Linked DNA regions of Cricetulus griseus: region 2 is linked to region 1. Evidence: chromatin contacts called from public Hi-C data. All regions are on one chromosome and are shown on one strand. Each heading gives the region's core, a stretch centred on a gene start, on an enhancer-like site or on the middle of the called end of the contact. The rest is flanking DNA. Distances are from core to core; before and after follow the strand shown. Region 1 holds the start of Slc22a11 (solute carrier family 22 member 11). Region 2 overlaps Nrxn2 (neurexin-2-beta).

Region 1 (3,776 bases), core at 771-3,270:
GGAGAGTGAACCCAACAGCAACCCTGGTTCTGTGAGGAACAGGTGTTCACCTCATCCAAAGGAGTTTAGCGAGACTCCACAGAGGGCTGAGCTGCTGTCATCTAAGGCTGCCTGCCTTTCCTCCCAAGGGCCTTCTCTTCACTGACCTGTTCATCCTTCTTGACAGAGACAGGCACCAAGCAGGGCAAGCTCAGCCTGGTGCTTGGACGTGATGTAGTCCCGGGTGTAACCACCAGGTGGCGGAGCAGCCGCACCACACCCTGCCCCCCCCAACAGCCCTAGAAAAGCAGCAGAAAATACAAATTAAAAATTCTTTGGCCTCGACGTGGAAGTCAGCTGGAGATTCCGAGAGCCTTCTGGCAAATCCGGGAGGTTTGACCTTTTGCTAGCAAATCCTGGAAGAGTCCGTGACAGGCAAAGGCAGGGAAGGAGTTGGAAAAGAAATAAATCCCCACCCTCCACGCTTTGGCTTTCAGCCTCCTGGAACCCAAAGACTCAGCAGAATTCCCAGAGGCTGCGGGGAGGGGAGTCAGTTCAGGCAAGGGCCCAGCCCATGGTCTTTGATGTATGCTCAGGTTTGCAAACATTACTGTTTCACAGACTAAAAAGTCAGAGGGACAAGGAAGCGAGGCCATGCATCAAGGTACCAGCCCCTGTGTTGGATCTGGCCTACCCCGTTCCTACCACCTCTCATGGGTTCCTCTGGCCTGGTTACCCCATCTCTCTGGATCTGCAATGGCAGACCGTACAGTGAGCTCCCATGCTGAGGCAGGGTAAGGGAGTCCCACACAGCTCCCCAAGCCCTCTAAGGAGGTTCCTGGAAGTTCGGGGTCCTCACCCATGCACAAGTCTCTCTAAAACCTACGACACTTCCCTCTGGCACCCAGAGAGGTAACCCTGTGTTCCGGGCCAGCTGGTGGCCACTCAGACACTGCCCATGGGGCATCCAGGAGAGTTCAGGCTTTGGTATCTGGTTTTAATTTGAGCTTGACTGTGTGACCTTGGTCAAGTTGCTTGCCCTCTCTGAACCTCCTTTTTTTGTTAGAAGTAGTTAACACCCATTTCTGTCTTGGCTGCTATGAGAAATGGATGGGGGCACAGAGCACAGCATAGAAGAAGGTGACTCTGGGAGCAGAGGACGGCTGTCACCAAGGGGAACAGCCCAGATGCTGCACTAGGGTCAGGCTGGCTTCATCCTTACAGGGAACGAGGGAGATGGGTGACCAAGGAGATGGTGAAGTTCCACACATGCACATCCACTCAGTCCCTTGAGTGACTTCCGAGAGATTCTGAGAAACAGCAGCCATGGGTTCCACCTGAAGTTTCCAGTCTGGAAAAGAGGCTCGGGGCAAGAGTTCAGGACGGATGGCTACATGGGGAAAGGCTCTTACCCGAGGACCCAAGCTTAAAGCAACCCTGCAGGTTGTCCTCTGGCTTTCCTGCACATTTGCACACACTCACATACCCCAAGACAGTAAGTAAATAGCCAGCAGCTGCCAGCATCAGCCACTGGGTTCCAGTGAGGTCAATGGTTCCCTGATTGGACAACCCTATGACAAGTTTGAAAGAGTATAAAGTCCTGGGTGAGAATAGTCAGGCATGGGAGCCCAGGCTGAGGTTGAACATTTGCTGCTCCCAGTAAGCAGTGGCAGCAGCCAGTCCTTCCGTGGCTGTAACTCAGTAACAGCTTTGCCCTGGAGGTTGGAAAAACCTGTTTGACTGTTCTCTCTTGGTATCAGAGAGGGCTCAGGCCTTCCCACCCTGACCTGGTAGCAGTCCTGCCATCCAGGCAGTTCAGCACATGAGTCCTCTACCTGGGTCCCCTCTACAGTGTTGGGACATCCCAGTGATCACTCCTGGAAACAGGACAAGGAGACTTTTACCCTCCCACCCCACTCCTATCTCTACCATCAGAGCAAGGAGGAGCTTGGGAGCACTTGGTATCCGTGAGGACTAGCAAGGACTAGCAGATCTCAGCACTCACCTTCTTCCCCAAGGGCGACGAGGATCAGCTCCGCTCATGGCGTTCGAGGAGCTTCTGGACAGAGCTGGGGGTATGGGACTCTTCCAGGTCCTGCAGATCTGCACGCTGATTCTCCCCACCATCTCGTTCCCTTTTCACATACTTCTGGAGAATTTCTCAGCTGCCGTCCCAGACCACCGCTGTTGGACCAATATGCTGGACAACAGCTCTGAGGTGTTCACCAACCTGACCCACGAGGCCCTCCTAGCCATCTCCATCCCAGCTGGCCCCAACCTGAAACCTCACCAGTGCCGTCGCTTCCGCCATCCACAGTGGCAGTTTCTGGACCCCAATGCCACAGCTGCCAACAGGAGTGAGGCTGTGACAGAGCCATGTGTGGATGGTTGGGTCTATGACAACAGTACTTTTTCATCTACAATTGTAACCAAGGTAAGGATCCCCAGAACTGGCCTGCATAGCTTGCCTCTTCCCCTGGCCTTGCACAACAAACAAAATATTGAAGTGTTATACAGGCCTAGGGAGATGACTCAGTCAGTAAAGTGCTGTCTGAAGACCTGAGTTCAAACCCCCAGAACCCATATAAAAAGGGGTAGGCAGACAGTGCTAAGGGAACAGAGACAGGAAGATCCTTGGGGCTTCAGAGAATTCTAACTTCAGTGAGAGACTGCTGTCTCAAACTACAAAGTGAAGAGTAATTGAGATAGATACCTACTGTCAACTTCAAGAGACACACGCACATATGTAACCCCCCCACACACACACACACACATGCCATGCACACACCGACACATAAAACAGGTATCCAGCTATCCAAAATGGGAAGGCAGATTTGATCTCTCCACAGCTAGAGAAACCATCAGGTAGAGATGTGGTCTTGCTTCGGGAGAAAGAGATGTGCCCCTACTCAAGACAAAAGGTCAGTCACAACTAGAAGCCTGGGAGGGTCAGAGGGCAGAAAATTACAATGACGGAAGAGGCTGGCCAAACTAGCCCAACTGGATTCTCACTGAAACAGAGTGGGATGTTCTTACTGAACAGTCTTAGAAGAGTTCTTTAATAAAACTGGAGTGTACAAGAACACAGATGGATCTAGGACTAGTTTGCTCAAGTGGAAAGACACACAGACAGACAGACAGACAGACACACACACACACACACACACAGAGAGAGAGAGAGAGAGAGAGAGAGAGAGAGAGAGAGAGAGAACATGTGCATCCGCAAGCAGGTATACCTCTATATGCATGTGTGTGTGTATGGAAGCTGGAGCCATGCATCTTTAAAAAAAATTGTGTGTGTGTGTGTGTGTGTGTGTGTGTGTGTGTGTGTGTGTGGTGTCTATACACACCTGCAGAGTCCAAAGGTGTCAGATGTCTTCTATCCTTCTGCCTGTCCCTTTGAGGCAGGGTCTCTCCCTGAACCTGACCTCACATTTTCTCAGCTAGGCCAGAAGAGAGCAAGCCCTGGAATCCTGTCTCTTTTCCCCTTAGAGCTGGGGTTATAGGCATGAGCCAGATGTCTGGCTTGTTAGGTGTGTGGCTGTTAGAATTCTAACAATTGCACACAAGGGGCTCTTAACTATCTGAGCCATCTCTCCAGCCCCCACCTTGTTTTGTGACACAGGATCTCCCTGCCTTGGGACAGCAGGCTCCCACATTTGCCTGGCCAGACACTCCTCCTTCCCCCACCCATCCCATGTTGGGGCTACAAAGGCGTACCACCTTGCCCAGCTTTTTATGTGGGTTCTGAACACTGAAGTCACATCTTCATGCTTCTGCAGCGAGCGTATTCCCAC
Region 2 (3,776 bases), core at 71-2,570, 93 kb after region 1:
ATGTACGCATTGAAAATATAACAAGCCATAAAGATCCTTACCATTAATTATTCCATACAAATGAGCTTTACCTCTTGAAGGAAAAAAATAACACATCCATCATGGGTCCTACATTGGATTACAATGATGAATATTTTATTTGATAAAACTTTTTAAAAATGTCCAGAAAGTCAGAATGAAGGTTCAAGAGCACTCTTAAGACATTATCTTTTAAAACTGGAAATAAAGAAGTAAAGTAAAAAAACACTCAGGGGTCAAAGACAACAAAGGCTGCATGGCCAAGAACCCCGAAGCACTCGACTATAGAGTATGCTCATGGCTTGGCCACAGAGAGCCTTTGCCTTTCCATTTAATGGACAAAGCAAGAGCTGAGAAGATCCTCAAAGCACTGCTCCATCAAGATATATTCAGTCAGTCACGAGTGTAGAGGCGTGAAAGTGGAGAAAGAGAGCGAGAACCAAGCAGTTAGAGCAAAAGATCTCAAGGCTTAAGTCGCTCTCTGATACCGCTCTCCGCCCAAGCCGCGCGCTCACTCGATCTCAGCATGTGTAGAGACTGTGAAGGTCTGAAGAGGCCACGTCACTGACTGGGGGTAAGAGCACTGCACCACAGCTTCCACAGCTGCGAGCGAGCGAGAGAGCGAGATGGCGATAGCCATGGTCCAGAACACAGCTCCAGTGAACGCAGCAACCTAGACCCATGAGACCACACACCACGCTAGTATGACCGCAGGCGGCGACGCCCCACAATCTTAAAGTTAGTGTATCTGTGGGATTATTAGTAGAACCAGCATACTTCTATTCCTCCCTGGGAGCACTGTAACAGAGGCACCCAACTGCACACAAAGCCCCAGCCGGGAGAGGCAGACCCCACCGGTGACAGAGTCGCGGCAGCCGGGGAAACATGGCGGTAAACGCACAAAGGCAGGCCTCCGCGGGCGGCCAAGGGCAGGGGCCGGCGAGGGGCAGGGGCGGATGGGCGCCCGAGTCCCAGCCCCCGCCCCCGCGCTCCCCAGCCCCGGCCTCCCCCGGGATTTATGATCCAGCTGTTCCCATACTGCAGACAGTTTACTGTGCTGGGCGGACCTGTTAAAGCCGAAGGGCGTTTATTATACTGTGGGGGGAACCAGGTTGGAGAGACACTTCTTGGGCAGGAGAGGGGAAGGATGAATGGTTTATTGGGCTGGGGCTGCAGTAATTACCCCGGGGAGACATTTCTCTCCCCAGCACCACGATTTCCGCACGGGCGGGGACAGAGGGCTTGGCTTAAGGAGGAGGTCGGGTGCGAGAGGCGGGGCTTCTGCCAAGTCCCGCCCCTCCGGCCACGCTCGGGAGGCGCTTCACGCAGCGGCTCGACCAGGCAAGCAAACTGTCCCTGGCCCTGCCCCGTACTCCCCCAAGAAGGCACGGCAGCCTTAGTGCCAAGACAACACTCCACGTCTATAACTCTTGACCGCATCCAGCAAGGACTTGAGAAGCAAAGGTGCCTAAAGTAAGCCCCAGTATTGCCCAAGGCTGTTGTAGACCAGTTGTTCTTTTCCACGCTGGGAAATGGGAAGCTGACTGTGCATAGCATGCTAACCATTACACACCGCTGAAGCCCACGGCAAGAGAGTTTCTAATCAGGTTCAAGATTGGCACCTTCTGCCCTCATCCAACATAGTTTTCTCAATGCATCCTAGACCCAGAAATCCACAGAGCCATAAAGTACTAGAAATGATCATATAGTCAACACCACACACACACACACACACACACACACACACACACACACACACCTACATTCTAGTGAGAAAGCAACCAACCATTAACAATGGTTAGGGAACCCAGACTCACATCGGTTATTCCGAATAAAAACCACCCATGTAGTCATGCCCCAGGGCTAAAATACATGTGCAGCCGCTCTGTCTGTCAGTGCCCCAGTAGCATCAGAAGCTATAACAAAAGCCTTCTGGAAGATGTAAAATGGTCAGGGCTCCTGTGTAACCCAGAAACGCCTCTATCTTAGGTGCTTTCTGCCACCAACAAATATTCCCAGGAGAACCACTACAACCAGGGGGTGGAGCTTCTGCACAGGCCCAGACCCCTGAACTCAACTCTCTCTTGATCTACATACCTCCTCAACTTTTAACTTAATTCTTGGCCATACACCATTCAGTCAGAGATCCCAGTTGACATGCCCATCCCCAGAACCAACACACATGATAGTCCCTTTATGCTGGAAGCTACGGATCCAGAAATGAGCTGGGACTGAGTCTTTGCTGGCTCCCAGGGGAACCAGGAAGGAACTGAGACCTCATCAAGGATTCAGAAGCCAGGACTTGGACAAAGGGGTTCAAGACCAGAAAGGTGTCATCTCCTTCATCCATTTTAGGTCCCAGTGGTCACCCCATATCCCACAGTGACATCAGGTGCAGAAGTGTCAATGGTGTTTGGCAGGTGGGTAGGGACATTATGTAACAAGAGTGGTGGGGGGATGGGAGGGACAGTGGGGAAGCGGTGAGGAGGGAGGAAAGGCAAGGAGAGACTCAGTGGAGAAGCAGAGAATAAGGTGTCCATGAAGAGAGATGTCCTCACACTAGGGAACCTTGGAGCAGGAGGAAACCTGCCTTCAACCCTTAGAGGAGTCCCAAGGGAAGCTGCTTCTCTCATCTTCCCCATAGGTAATGTGAACAGAGATGGGATCAGTCATGACAGCATGCTTCTTCCTCTTCTAGCTTCCCTTAGCCCCTTCCTTCCTCCCCGAATCCCTCACAGCCTCCCTACTGCCTCCATCACTGTCCCAGGCCACCCTCCATCTCATCCTCTACTCCTCCTACTCTGGGAAGACACCCCAAGGCAATGCTCATGCCAACATGATATAGTTCTTTCAGATTCCTGTTATCTTGACCTGTATCCCTGGAGCATCAGGGGCTGTGACAAGAACCTTCTGGGAGATCTAGAACTGTAGAGGGATAAAGCATCCTACACAATCCAGAAAAACCTGCATTCCTGTTCCCTCCCTCTGCCTGGCTCCTGCTCCTTGCCAGCTCCTGGGCCCTCTTCCCCACCTGCCCGTCATTCCTGGGCCAGCACTTCTCTCTTTCACTCTCCTCTTCCATACCTACTCCTCCTCACCACACAGGGCACCCCTCCATTGAGCCCAACCCTTCCTAGCTCACTCTTTGTGCCTCTCATTGTTGCCTAGAATGACCATGTTCTGTCTGAGCCTTTGGAAGCAACACTGGGCCTGAGGAAAGCCAGAAGAGAACAATGAGGAGGACAGGGGGCAAATGAAGAGGGCAGAGAGATCCTGGGGAAGCAGAGCTGAGAGCAGGAGCATGGTGTGGGGCTGAGGTTACAGGAGAAGAGAAACTGGGGAGTAATGCATGGGGCAGGGATGGCAGCTGAGACAGGGACTAGAGAGGAGAGACTATGAAGGAACACAGGTGCAGTCTGAAGAGACTACTCCTGGGGAATGGATGAAACAAAGTAGTGGCATATTGGGGTGGGGTGGGGGAGTTGAGAGACCGGATATGACATGGGGACACAGAGATGAGGAAGAACAATTGTGGGAAGCACATACCATGCAGAAATGGGCGGCAGCGAGGGGAATGGATGGGACAGGACAGCAGTGTGGGTGAAGAAGGTGACAGAGGAACAAAAACGGAGCTGGACATGAAAGGTGAAGGGCAGTCAGAAATGAGGAGCCAAGAATGAGAGCAGATGGGTTGGAAGGACTCAGAAGGGAGGTCACGCTGCACAGTGGGGGAACTAATGAAGGCAGTGAGAGGCAGT

The links. A called contact is a pair of places that touch in the nucleus more often than the background predicts.
Region 2: a contact with region 1 is called in a Hi-C map of liver, with 2.5 times the contacts expected there. The contact joins the enhancer-like site here to the promoter of Slc22a11 in region 1. A contact is called at or near these places in 4 of 8 Hi-C or Micro-C datasets (the CHL-YN cell line, the CHO-K1 cell line, fibroblasts and 1 more).

Annotation. Positions count from the first base shown.
Region 1 is chr3:52,757,967-52,761,742 of CriGri-PICRH-1.0, forward strand. Slc22a11 (solute carrier family 22 member 11) reads left to right here and starts at 2,021. Exons shown (of 10, transcript XM_035441593.1): 1 at 2,021-2,413. The coding sequence starts at 2,021.
Region 2 is chr3:52,851,666-52,855,441 of CriGri-PICRH-1.0, forward strand. The region is part of intron 15 of Nrxn2 (neurexin-2-beta); the gene reads right to left. Among named protein-coding and RNA genes, the nearest start is that of Slc22a12, 42 kb to the left of the region's middle. Within about 2 kb of position 1,321, at least 1 of the 6 cell types and tissues checked has open chromatin away from gene starts, as enhancers often do.